Linked DNA regions of Danio rerio: region 2 is linked to region 1. A link is a contact called in public Hi-C data. All regions are on one chromosome and are shown on one strand. Each heading gives the region's core, a stretch centred on a gene start, on an enhancer-like site or on the middle of the called end of the contact. The rest is flanking DNA. Distances are from core to core; before and after follow the strand shown.

Evidence for each region. Hi-C and Micro-C count contacts between places; a contact is called where the count stands out from the background.
Region 2: a contact with region 1 is called in a Hi-C map of embryo, with 2.9 times the contacts expected there. The contact joins two enhancer-like sites. A contact is called at or near these places in 3 of 18 Hi-C or Micro-C datasets (caudal fin, embryo and hematopoietic stem cells).

What each region holds. Positions count from the first base shown.
Region 1 is chr12:44,510,588-44,517,785 of GRCz12tu, reverse strand. It overlaps a transcript of ebf3a not described here. Among named protein-coding and RNA genes, the nearest start is that of ebf3a, 3.7 kb to the left of the region's middle. Within about 2 kb of position 5,710, at least 18 of the 62 cell types and tissues checked have an H3K27ac peak or open chromatin away from gene starts, as enhancers often do.
Region 2 is chr12:45,340,847-45,347,564 of GRCz12tu, reverse strand. It overlaps LOC137496842, which reads right to left. Exons shown (of 9, transcript XR_012388171.1): 8 at 2,560-2,696; 9 at 1,910-2,146. LOC137496776 (a long non-coding RNA gene) reads left to right here. Exons shown (of 11, transcript XR_012388176.1): 10 at 2,419-2,549; 11 at 5,205-6,718. Among named protein-coding and RNA genes, the nearest start is that of ptprea, 420 kb to the left of the region's middle. Within about 2 kb of position 2,439, at least 6 of the 62 cell types and tissues checked have an H3K27ac peak or open chromatin away from gene starts, as enhancers often do.

The DNA of each region.
Region 1 (7,198 bases), core at 4,461-6,960:
TTTGCAGAATGGATGGAAGCATACAAAACTCAACCCTCTATCCCCCAGGACTGGAACCTTTCCCGGGAGCCAAAAACTCCAGACCCACGGGATCCACGCTGTCAGAGGATGACGCGCACGTGGGCGGGGCTTTGCCCATACATGGAGAGGATTGACGCTTCCTGTCGCTGGGCTTTAAGCTTGGACCGTGAGTACGTACGCGAGTGGAGTCACTGCCGCTGCTGCTGCTTTTCCAGTGAACATCATGTCAAGTAATCATCAGAGAGGAACAAAAAAATGAATGATAATGAAAGCCGGCAAATAAAGCGCGCGGCGCGCAGGAACTATATATCCTGCGAGGTTAAAACTGCCATGCAAGTTTATAGAGTGCAAAAGAGGGGGGTGGTGGGGTTGGGGGGATAGAAATAATAACGATAATAATAATAAAAAAAGGAGCACTGACCACCCAATTCCTAGCAGCTTTCCAGAATTAAAAAGAAAACAGAAAGGCCATCGTCGCAATGACAGTGCCAAACGTCCCTGGCGCCTAATTGACAAACGCAAATCGATTCACCGGTTTCTCCTCTGATTACTCTCAAGTCGAGAAGGTGCACTGGCATTTTAAGACTAGATGCTCCTTATAATAAACACCCTGGGCATCTGCATAATGGCGTAATGCGCGCGTCCTAAATTATGGCAACATTGACTGCTCCAACCTAAAACACACTTTGCGTTCTGCGTTCGTGGAGCGAGCCGAGGCGATGCCAAACTCCTAGTCCTAGCGCGTACACGCGTTAATTTTGTAAATTATTGCAGAATTACATCTGAAACTGTGAAAGGACTCGGGGGAAACATTGCGTCCACCCTCTCCTTCTATGCGCAAGAAGTAGGATGTCTTTTGTAATAAAAATATAATCATTTATCGGGACAATAAGGGTCATTTTCTTTCTTTCATTTGCTAAGGTGCTCGTGTCTTCGATATTGGCAGACTCTGCATGTATGTTAATATTTGAATTAAAAGGAGAAAATGGAAGTCCGATGTTGGTTATCTGGGGACCATGTGCGCTGGAGGGAGGGATGGATGGATGGACGGAGAGAGGAGAAGAGAGATGTGTTTTACACAGCAATCTATTCTGCTAGTGTTGGGGGTTAATGACTATTGCCAAAGATAAGTGAATTATCAAAGCTGTTGCTCTTGCCTCGACTCAAAATCCATCACATTGCATCGTCGTCTAATTAAATACGTAAGTAATAAAATTATATTTTACGACAATTTAAGATTGATATGCTTTTTTTGTGTGTGTCTATGATTCGCATTGACTTTGATCTATGCATACGCTGAATGCCTGTGTGAACTAATGTTAAATGACACTCTAGCCATTGAATGATTATTGTAATTACTATTATTATTATTATTATTATTATTATTATTATTATTATTATTATTATTATACGTTCATCTTAATCTCGTGAAATGTTATTATAAATCATTGTTCTCAAAAAAAGAAAAAAAAATGACGCGTGTACTAATAAATCTAATGCATCCGGAGACCTATTTGGCATGTGCTGTTTTTTTTTTTTTTTTATTATCATTTAACGTTTGTATCAAATGATAATTTTGTTATTCTTGTATATTGCCATAATAAATATTTCAGGTTTGCTAACTCTAGGCCTAATCTGCAGTATCTCTAATACAGATTACACACCAAAGCGATTTCAATCTGATTACCAAATTAGGGTTTTAGTCTAAATCCCTTTAAATCTGATACTGTTGACTAGAGAAGTTCAACAATCCCATCGCGTAGGTAACGATCCCGTCCTAAAAAGGAGTTTTAAACCTTATTTGACAACAAATGCAGCTGCCCCTCTATTTTGGAAGATATTAGGCGAAAATGAATGCAAATCTGTGTTCAGAAGCCATCTGGCCGGAGACTGGAGAATCAGCTGCTCGCCTGAATCCATCTCGGCTCATTTCTGAGGCTCATCTGGAGCCCGGAGCCAAAGCGTGCAAAATGCGCTCTTTAATTCAGCAACTTTCACTCCACGCCGTTTGAAAATAAGGTGCGGGACAAATTTCTGTTTTATGACACGAAACATCCGGCATGTTTATTTGGAGAACGGCTTTAATTGCGTTTTTTTTTTTTTTTTTTTTTTGCATTTCGCAAGTGTCAGATGTCAGTTTTTGTTATGCAAAAAATGTGGAAGATTAAAAGCGCAGCTACAATATTGCATAAAACATTTTATGTAGAGAAAAAAGTTAGCCAATAATAATAATAATAATAATAATAATAATAATAATAATAATAATAAATATTCATGTATTAAATATTTAGATATTTAATTGTTGATTTTTATTTTTAAAATGTCGATGTAACATTATAATATAATAATCACTCTTATTTCTTAATTTTTGTTGAAAACATGACATATAAAAGCTTTATGTTTCTAACTGGAACCTTTATTTCTTTAAAGTGAACGCTGCGGATTGAGCTCTATTCTGTCTGCCCATGTTAGATCTTATTTGGGGAGATGTACTAACCGAGAGCGCAGGACAAAGGAAAAGTTAGTCATGCAGAAGGTGTGTGTGGGTTTGAATAAGATTTGTTCGGCGTTGCCAAGACCTCCCGAAGAAACGACCCTCCTCCTTATTGTGTGTGAAGTGTTCCTTTTGTGTGAATTTACGGGGTGAGGCTCCAATGATCCCCAACAAATTTGCATTTAAATAGCGACATCAACCGATTCGCGTGCCACACACCAGTGGCTTTCCCAGATGTCAAGGCAAAGTCAGTCAGATGGCCAGTGCCCAGATGTCCCTTCCACGCATCATACCAGCGCACCACGACTTTCCCATTTGCATCTTTGCGTACGGCCAGATCATCCAAAAGCCCAGTTTTTGAATCTTAAAGCAGAAATGACACCTGCACAAACTCCAGAGAAGCTGGAGGTGAGGCTTGGCCGTGATAAAATTGCTCGGAGAAGGGTGAGGAGGGCCTGTCTGTCTCCAGCACCCCAGAAAAGCGTTGACATGTGCGTTCGGGCTGGTGTTGGCATTGAGACATGAAATTAAATTAGCAGTGCTGAGATTCTAGTGCGTAAAATCGGACAACTGACCACTCAGAGAACGCGTCATGTAGTGAAAGGCGTGAACCAGCTCATCATAACTAATGTAGAGATGCTAAGAGACGCGTTACCTTAGGAATATCAATCCGAGAGTTTCTGGATTTTACAGAGCGCAATTTATGTGTAAACTTGACATTTCAAGTCTTCATTTTCATATCTGCATTTTAAATCATGACTTGAAAATAATTTTCTGCGTTTGTGCTGGGTTTATCTAATAGGGATTGGGAGAGCGAAAGAGAGAGAGAGATGGAAATCAAAGATGCGTAAACGTCAGTGCATGACAAACAGGGCGAATCAATCATTCGTCTTTGCATTTTTAAACTGTTGCATATGTTCTCTTCGCCTTAATCATGACAACTAATTACATCGTTAATGATCAGAAAAGGGAAAAATGAGGGCAAATAAAATCTTGATGAATTATGTGCATTGCTATTAGAGTCAAGTCATCGTTCCCGTCACAGTTTGTTGTCGTTTCTGGCGCCTTTAAATGCACTTGAGCTTATTATATTGCATAACATTATTTTGGCCATTTGTTTTAAAGCGTAAAACGAATGTGTTATCCATATATAAAAGTATACGTTCTATTTTTTACCGCATATAAGTAATTAAAAACAAGTAGCGTTAAATAATAACAAAGCATAAATAATAAAAATCATGAATAAATAATAAATTAATAGTTGAAAAATAGACAAACATTATACTTAATTATTTAGGTTGTCTAAAATATCAGAACCAATATGACGGGTCTCATTTTCTCCCTCAAATATACATTTGGAGCATCGGTCTAAAGGAATAAAACGTGAAATAGATTAAATTATTTTCCGGGGGAAACAGCAGGAGCTTTTGGCGGAGCATCTCTAAATCTTTGAAGGAAATTTGATGAAGAGCGCCTCCTTTTGACGCGTCTTTGGAACAGCGCTTCAGATCAGAGCACAATTAAACCGGGAAGCGCTCTCTGATCAATAGCTGAATATCGATCAAACATAAGCCAATCAGTTTCTGATTTTCTTTCAAAATCTACTAGAATTTATCACCTCACAATGTTGTGTGTTTTATTCATATTTGTAAAAATCAAATAGATTAAAAAAGGCGAAGGAAAACTTCGAAAACGCAAACGTCATTAAGTTTAAGGGAATCATTTCTTAACCTAATTTCTTCAATTAACTCGTTTTGCACTCACAAATATAAACATTTAATCAATAAACATAAGATGATGTATTTGTATAAAATGAAAGAAATGCAAATAAAGTATCGTGTGACACGCTGTCGTGTCCAATATCTGCTGATGCTTTTATTTGCACACACACAAAAAATCTTCATATCCAGCAGCATCTGTATTGTGCAGAAGTGCATGTGCTTGCAAAATGCATGTGTTATTTCTGTGTGAAACAGATCGTGCTGAGGGCACCTTCACTGTGAAAACAGGTTTCGATTAGGTAATTTTAGATATTGTAATTGGCTTTAATTAAACATGTATCGCGCTAATTAACTCAGATTTTTGCTCAGCCGCTGGGACTCCCGTGTCGGCTTTGATACAGTCGAGCAGATGTCCCAATACAACTCCAGTGACAATTACAAACTTCAGCTCTATAGTTCTCTGGAAATAACTTCAAACCTGACGACATTAAACAGGTCACATCGCTGGATGTTCAATATTCATTTGAGTGCATTTATTTTAAACTAAGCATTTCTTCCAGACGACCCTTCGATTTGATGTTCGAACCCTTCGAACAGGAGCGATAATAAATGTTGATATTATTATATAACTATATATAACAGTAAAATTATATAATATAATAAATTATATAAATTCATACTATATATAAAATAAATATAACAATAACAATTCTAATAATAATATAATATCAGTTATATGAATTATGAATTGTATAATCGTTAATAATATAATGATATAATATAATAATAACAATAAACACCCTAACAACAATAACAATTATTATCATACAATTATTAGCCTGAAGTTCGTTCTTTGTGTGTCAGTGTAACAAAGATCGTGATTCGCAGCTGATTTTAAATGAAAACAGCAGAACATGTGAAATGGGCTGGTTATGTCGAGGTTGCCATATAATAATTAGCATTTTCATTCTGCTGCCGAAATGAAGAGGCAGAGAGAGAAAGAGCCCGAGGCGCAGCTCCAGGCAGCACCTATAGAAAGAAAGGAGCGGAGAGCCATTCTACACAATTAACATGTAAAATATCCAGTGGAAATGGACTCTGAAAAGAGACGGAGCGGGTCAGCTCCACCTCATTTCAGCAGATCCCGTAAACTCTCGTGATTACAAAGTTTACCGGAGTAATTAACGGCGCGGGGCCGTCAGCTGCACCTGCGCTCGGGGCCCCTGCACACACACACCCTCACACACTGAGAGATTTCAGCACTCTCGGTATTAAACAGCTTCACCCTGCAATGAGTTTGTCACCAGCAGCACGTCCTTCATGAGACGTGATTGACCTACTTTCTCCCGGTTATTTTCTCAAATCAGACGCTCGTTGGGAGCTTGAACATCTGGCAACCGAGAGGAAGAGCCACCAGTCTGTCTGTCTGTTCAGGCCTTTCTATCGGCGTTCAGTCACTTCTGCCCCTGTAGGTGAGACGATCGCAGGCTTTTCTGGCACGGAAAGGACCATTATGTGGTGCCATTGCCCCACCTACAGGCCTGAGGGGTGAAGAAAAAAAAACTAGTCTGAGCCTGAAGTCCGCCTGCATATGCTGCAGAAAAGAATAGACGGGTAACATAATTAAGTAACTAGGTGCCATGGCTTCAAGGTTATTTATTTATTTATTTATTCATTCATTCATTCATTCATTCATTCATTCATTCATTCATTCATTCATTTATTTACTTATTTATTCAACTTATTTTATTTCTGAGGTCAGAGGCCGCATCTGATGTAGAGTGCAAGCAATGGTAAAAAACATTTAAATTAAATTCATTTTATTTCTGAGAAGCACGGTACATCTGCTGAATAATTTAATAGAATAGAAAAGAATTGTATTTAACAAAAATAAATAATGAACTTTAGCAATAGACATGATAAATTAGACAAAACAATCAGACAATATAGTTATTATAGTTACAATTTGCTAAATTATGCATGTCTATCTATCTATCTATCTATCTATCTATCTATCTATCTATCTATCTATCTATCTATCTATCTATCTATCTATCTATCTATCTATCTATCTATCTATCTAATAGAAAATGTAAATGCTACATGTGAAAGCAACTTTACAACCAGTGTAAGCACTGGTTAATGCTTATTAAATTCCCTATTCAGATTATTATTCCGATTATTACTACAAACATATTCATTAAACTATTTAGAATGGCTTTCCTGAGATTAAAATGAAGAAAACACCAACATTGGGACTAAGAAAAAAAAAAATGACATCAATTGTTTTGAGATCAGCTTTTGAGTAAAACATGCATAACAATCAGACAATATAGCCTAGTTATTATAGTTAATTTTTTGTTTTTATTTTTACTAAATTATGCATGTATCATCTATCTATCTATCTATCTATCTATCTATCTATCTATCTATCTATCTATCTATCTATCTATCTATCTATCTATCTATCTATCTATCTAATAGAAAAGCAACTTTACAGCAATAGTCATTCCTTATTCAGATTATTATTATTATTATTATTATTATTATTATTATTATTATTATTATTATTATTATTATTATTGGTATAGTAGTAGTAGTAGTAGTATTTTTATTACAAACATATTAATTTAAATTTGTTTTCCTGACATAAAAACGTAAAAGACAATAACATTGGGACTAAGAAATAAAGTGACATCAATTGTTTTGATATCAGTTTTTGAGGAAACCATATAGATCATAATCAGACAATAGTTATTATAGTTAAAATGCACTAAATAATCATATTAATATTACAATCTGTTTGTCTGTCTGTCTGTCTGTCTGTCTTTCTATCTAATAGAAAATGTAAATGCTTACATACAATATGAAGGCAACTTTACAGCCAATAGTTATTCCTGGTTCAGATTATTATTATTATTATTATTATTATTATTATTATTATTACTACAAACATATTCAT
Region 2 (6,718 bases), core at 1,190-3,689, 830 kb before region 1:
CGCCAGCAAACTTACAGTACCAGCATCATCTGTGTCCACTCTATCTTCAACACACATGCAGTGCAACTATACCTGGTATATATTTGCTCTTGTTGATTAAAATATGTTAACATCTCACAAAACTCTTTTCTGAATATTCAGACTTATACGCGTTCTTAGAAAAAAAAAAACTTCTGATCCGCAGTACTGCATTTTTGTTCACTTTGGCCTTGAGCTTACAGTTTCAAAACAATTGGAATTTTTTTCCTAAAATTGGAATGCTTTTTTTTTTTTTTTTTGGAGAAAACTGACAAGTTTGTAATTGACTTTTTTTATTCTGTTGTCTGTAATTAATTTTTCTTAGCATTTCTTTTTTTTTCACTCTTTTAAATTCCGACACAAGCTTTTATTCTGACTTTTTTGATAATTCAGACATGTTTGTTATTCTGACTTAAAAAAAAATAAAGCTTAAGTTTGCAATTGATTTTTTTTTGTTGTTGTTGAGAATTACAACATTAATTTGTAATTTTTACATTTTTTTTAAAAATTCCAACACTGAGAATTCTGACACAAGTTTGTAATTCTGGCTTTTGAGAATTCCATCACATCTTTTTTTGAATTCTGACATTAGGTTGTAATTCAAATATATTTTTTAATTTCAACAAATTTGTTATTCTGACTTTTTAGAAATCTAACATAAATTTGTATTTCTCACTTTTTTTAGGAACTGACCCTTTTTGAGACTTCTAACACAAGTTTGTAATTTTGACTTTTTTGAGAATTTTGAGAAGTTTGTAATTCTTTTAATGATAATTCTGACACTTCTTTTTTTAAATTCCAACTAAAGGTTGTAATTCGGACTTTTTCAAATTCCTACACATTTGTAATTCTGACTTTTTTTCCAGAATTCTGACATAATATTTGTAATTCTGACTTTTGATAAATTTTTACATAAGTTTGTACTTCTTACTTTTTTAAGAATTCTGACATTTATAATTGTAATTTTTTTTAATTCCAACATAAGTTTGTAATTCTTACTTTTTTAACATCCTGACACAAGTTTATAATTGTCACCTTTTAGAAAAATTTTGACACTTTTTTTTTTTTTTTTAGAAATTCAGATGTAAGATTTTAACTAGGAATAATTTTTGAGAATTGTGATTTTATTTTTTTATTTTATTTTTATTTTTACAGTTCTGACATAAATCTCGCCAATTTTCGACAAGTTTGTAATTCTCACTTTTTTGAGAATTGACACTTTTTATGAACCCTGACACAGGTTTGTAATTGACAAATTGGTAATTAAATTTTTTGAAAATTCTGACAAATTTGTAATTCATTTTTATTCTGATAAATTTGTAATTCTGACTTTTTTTGAATTCTAACATGTTTTTTTCTGAGTTTTGAGAATTTCAACAAGTTTGTAATTGTGAATTAATTTTTATTCTGACACAAAACTGTAATTCTGACCTTTTTTTGTTAATTTCGACAAATTTGTAATTCTGACTTTATTTAAATTTCTGAAATTAGGTTGTAATTCATATATATATATTTTTTAATTCCAACAATTTTTTAATTCTGACTTTTTAATAATTTGACATGAATTTGTAACTCACTTCTGAGAAGTTCAACAAGTTAGTAATTCAAAGGTTTTTTATTTCTCACTTGTAATTCTGACAAGTTTGTAATTCTCACTTTTTGTAGATTTTTTTTAATGAATTCCTGCATTCCGACAGTTTGTAATTCTCACCTTTTATTTTAAGAATTCTGAAATAAATATGTAATTCTAACCTTTTTTGGAGCATTTCAACAAAAGTTTGTAATTTGGATCTTTTTTTAATGCCAACATAAAAACTTGTTATTAACTTTTATTATAATGTTGAAATCGTTTTTCTTTTTTCTTTTCTAATAAATGCTGACACATAGGTTTGTATTTCTGCCTTTATTTTTTGAATGCCTACATAAGCTTTATTATATTTTAAGACTGAAAAATAAGCAATTAGACTACAGTATTTCTTAGAACTCTTTTCTATCCTCTACTTCAGACTCAGAATAGTAAGGAAATAAAGTCTCTCTTGCCATATACGAGTCCAGATCCTACAGCTCCTGCAGCTCTTCCCAAACTTCCCAAACTCAGCAGCTGTACAAGAGACATGACTGGGCTTCCCTAAAAAAAACACAAAAACAAGGAAATCACAACCCTGGCAAGTGTTGCATTTCATTTCAACAACAATGTGACATATCAGTGGGCAACAATAGAAGGAAAAATAGAAAGAAAAAAAAGACATGACACTTTTTGAAATATCAAAAGATCCCGGGACTGCTCTTGGGACTGAGCTACTGCCATGAAGCAGGAAGGTCACCATCTTTGCTTTTTCTCTTTCTGTCTGTGCTTCAGTGTGTGGCAGCTTCTGTTTCTATCTGTGTGTGTGTGTTTAGAGCCGCAGGGATGGTGTGGAGGATGTTGTCGCTGACTTTTGAAGCGTCTGACAGGGCGAGCGCTGAAACTGATCCTGACACTGACAGCTGAGACCCTCCAGGTCAAAGGTCTTGACCCCGGTAACGCAAAGGTAAAATTACCTATTCATGTGTCATGTGTTGTGCAGTGGCCGCGGGCAGAGATACAGCCTGTCAGTGAGATGGTCACCGCAGCTCATCCGCTGTCAACTTCAGCTCCAAAAGCTTCACAAATCGCACATTCTGCCCAAACACACTGTCTGAGAGAGAAACAAGAGTCAAGAATCAGATTCCTGGAAGTGAGCAGGAAGGTTACAAGTAGTGTTTCTGAATAGGCCACGGGGTCTCAGAAAATCCAGACTTGTTTTTGGCTAATACCAAGCATTAAAGTGATCAATATATGAGCATATTCGTTGCTCCAAACATTCATTCATTTTCTTTTCCACTTAGTGCCTTTATTAATCAGGGGTCACCACAGCGGAATGAACCGCCAACTTATTCGACATATTACTGGAAAACATCCATACACACTCATTCACACACACACTACAGACAATTTAGCTTACCCAATTCATCTGTAGCGCATGTCTTTGGACTGTGGGGGGAACCGGAGCACCTGGAGGAAACCCACATGAACACAAGGAGAACATGCAAACTCCACACAGAAGCACCTACTGACCCAGCGACGTTCTTGCTGTGAGGTATCAGCACTACCCACTGCGCTGCCACTCACAAAACAATAATATACATATTTTTATTTTAGGTCTATTGTATTAAACTATGCTTGCTAATTATGGTGGCTTGAGAAAACTGATATCCTACAGAAACGTATTATTGTTCCGTCTTCTTAGACTATTTTAAGAACGCTTCTTCTCCTAGACCGCTCATACTACAACCACCAAACTAACTCCAAACCTCCAAACTATGCTAAATTAAGCTGCTATATCTTTTCCAACTGATCCGACTTACGGTTTTCTTAAAACTGACTTGGAAATTTCAAAAGTCTCATTGACTGATTGGACCAAACTTTGTAACCTCATAACTTTGCGCCAGACTGTCATACAGACTCATACAGGGCTCATTTACCTCAAACTAACAACCTACCAATCACTGATGACCTTTCAACTTACTAGCCACACCCTAGCAACCATTTACTGCACCCTAGCAACTGTCACATAGACTTCCATTATAGAAAAAACTGGCATTGGCTTTACATGGGCCATATTAACAACAAACCAATACATGCTAGAAATGTACAAATCATACTAGCAAGATGCTAATTCATTCTAAATTCATGCTAACACCATGCTAGTTCATATTAGAAACATGCTAGCTGCATGGTAATTCATACTACAGCTATGTAAATAACATGCAAATTTATGCTAGAAACATGCTAGCAACATGCTAATTTATACTAGAACCATGCTAATTTATGATAGCAACTGCCTAGCAACTACTCAGCAACTACACATCAGCAAACACCTAGCAACACCTTAGTAACCGCCTAGCAATACCTTAGCAACACAATAGAAAGCACTCAGAACTGCCTTGCAACACATTAACAAGCACCCAGAACTGCCTAACAACCTCCTAGCAACCAATCAGAACACCCTAGCAACCGCCTAGCAAGACCTAAGCAATGACCTAGAACACCTTAGCAACCGCCTAGCAATGACCTAGAACATCTTAGCAACTGCCTAGCAACTACCTAGTAATGCCATAGCAATGACCTAGCAACCACTTAGCAACACCTTAGCAACCACCCATAACTGCGTAACAACCTCCTAGCAACACCTTAGCAACCACCTTGCAATGCCTTAGCAACCACTCAGAACAAAAATTCAACACCCTAGCAACCGCCTAGCAACACCTTAGCAACCACCTAGCAACACCTTAGGAATGACTTTGAACACCTAAGCAACCGCCTAGCAACACCTTAGCAACAACCTAGACCATCTTAGCAACCGCCTAGCAATGCCTTAGCAACTACCAAGCAACACCTTAGCAATGACCTAGAACATCTTAGCAACCACTAAGAACACCATAGCAACCACCTAGCTACTCGTTAGCAACCACTCAGAACCAAAATTCTATTCAATTCAACACCCTAGCAACACCTTAGCAATGACCTAGAACACATTAGCAACCACCTAGCAACACCTTAGGAATGACCTAGAACACCTTAGCAACTGGCATACATAACCTTAGCAACCACCTTGCAATGTCTTACCAGCAACCTAGAACACCTTAGCAACTGCCTAGCAACAATTTAACAACCAATCAGAACCCCCTATCAACTGCCTAACTAGAAACATACTAACCTACACATGGTTATGACTGAATCAACTTTCTTAAAAATTCCTTCAATTCTTTAAATTTAAAAGCTACGTCAAACTTTCAGATTCTGCTTTCTCAAGACACCATGAAGTTTGTCTACAAGGTTTACTTTTCTAATTGTTTACCGTGTTTTATGCTGATGTATGAACTCTTCCCCAAGTACAGCTCTCAGAACCACTGATTCACAACAGATGATTCATAATAGTGACCATGAAGCGGTTCTTCCAAAGCCGCCATCACTCCTGCACAAAGTATCCGATATGCATTTGAAGCAGTGAGTGTAACTCCAGCAGACAGTGACTTTAAGAAAGCCTCACTTCAGCTCAGCTTGAGTCGGTCACACACACAGCATGTCCCGATCCTCCCGGGCCTGTCAAGGTAAGTTTGGTGTCACGCAATCAAAAAAGTTTGCTGGTCTTCCTGTTGTCCAGAAGCCTGACAGTGTGGATGTTGAGCGGGTCAGTGCATCATGCGGAGAGGATGAAGGTGTCGTCGTCCTCCTGCCATGTAATAGCTCCCCGCTCGCCAATGCTGAGCAGCGCCGCGTGAATCCTGCAGGCTGCGGAGAGACCCAACGCTAATTAACTGAATGTGGACGCTGAGATCCAGACCAGACTCGCAGCGAGACCACAGATGAAGAAACTCCTTCAGAAGAAACGACAGTACACGTGAGGAAGAGTTCACTCTTTTCACTCTTAGACTAACTTTATCAAGTGGAGAGTAATAGGGCTCCAAAAAAAAGTGTAAAGTCAGAATGGAAAGTTTTTATGCTCGCAACGTGACCAGCTGGATAAGTTGGCGGTTCATTGCGCTGTGCCGACCCCTGATTAATAAAGGGACTAAGCCGAAAAGGAAATAAATGAATGAATGTTTTGTGAGTTTCTGTGGAGTCTAAGAGCATTTAAGAACAGGATTCAACATTAATCAAATAACGTTGAATTGTCTTCGCTGTATAAATAATTAAATACAATTTAATGTTTGTCAAATCTATAATTAGTGTAGACCAAGCAGCAACCTCCCACCCTCCCACTCTCCCTCAGGAAGCCAATACGGAAGTAACTGAAACTGCAATTCATCGAAATTCCGCTAGTCCTGGCTCCATATGGAGCAGATTTCCGTTGAGCCCACTGTTAAAATGGCCAACTTTACAGCAGAAAAAAAGGTGTTCACAGCCTGGTACAAAGAACGATTTCAGTTCAGACAGCTAATATTACTGTTCATGACAACTGTGAGGGGGTGAACTTTTTTTTTTAACTCATCTGTTTCCTCTATATTAAGTTTGCATAATTAAGGGCGTGGCCACTTGAGTGACAGCTAGGTCTCGCTGGTCGCCTTCACTTCACCTCAGCTGATTCCGGTTGATTAGCCGCTGATGTCAGCATATTCATCGTATTTTTGTGTTGTTTTATGAGGCTTTACACAGTCAGTTGCCTTTTGGACTTATTTCTTACAATTGATATGGCATGCTGTGTGCACTTAAGTGTGCTCACAAACCATTCACGAGACCTGCATTTCCCAGGAGAGTGAAATTATATACTTATATACCATCTCTAAATGCATTTGTTTTATTTAAGATCATTTATCATTTTAGATTGTCATACAGTGTTATGCCTGGATTTCATAAAAAGCCTTGCATTTACTAACACAGACTATATCTGAAGTATTTGGAATTCACATTTTGCTCCTGTTGAAAATCTCATAAGAACAATGTTTAGAGGCGCAATTTATTACAACTTTTAAAAGTCTAAACACTTTATTGATGTAGTGTACAACCAAGCACAAGAGGTCAGAATACAAACGATACTCTCAGGTAATGAAGTATTAAGCGTTTCATTGTTAGGAAAGCTTGCCTAAGCAGAGTGCCAGCATGCGTCTCTAGCTCCGCCTCTTTGCCCTTATTTGGTATCCCTCGGTTGATGCGATGATGCGTGAACAATATGGCGGC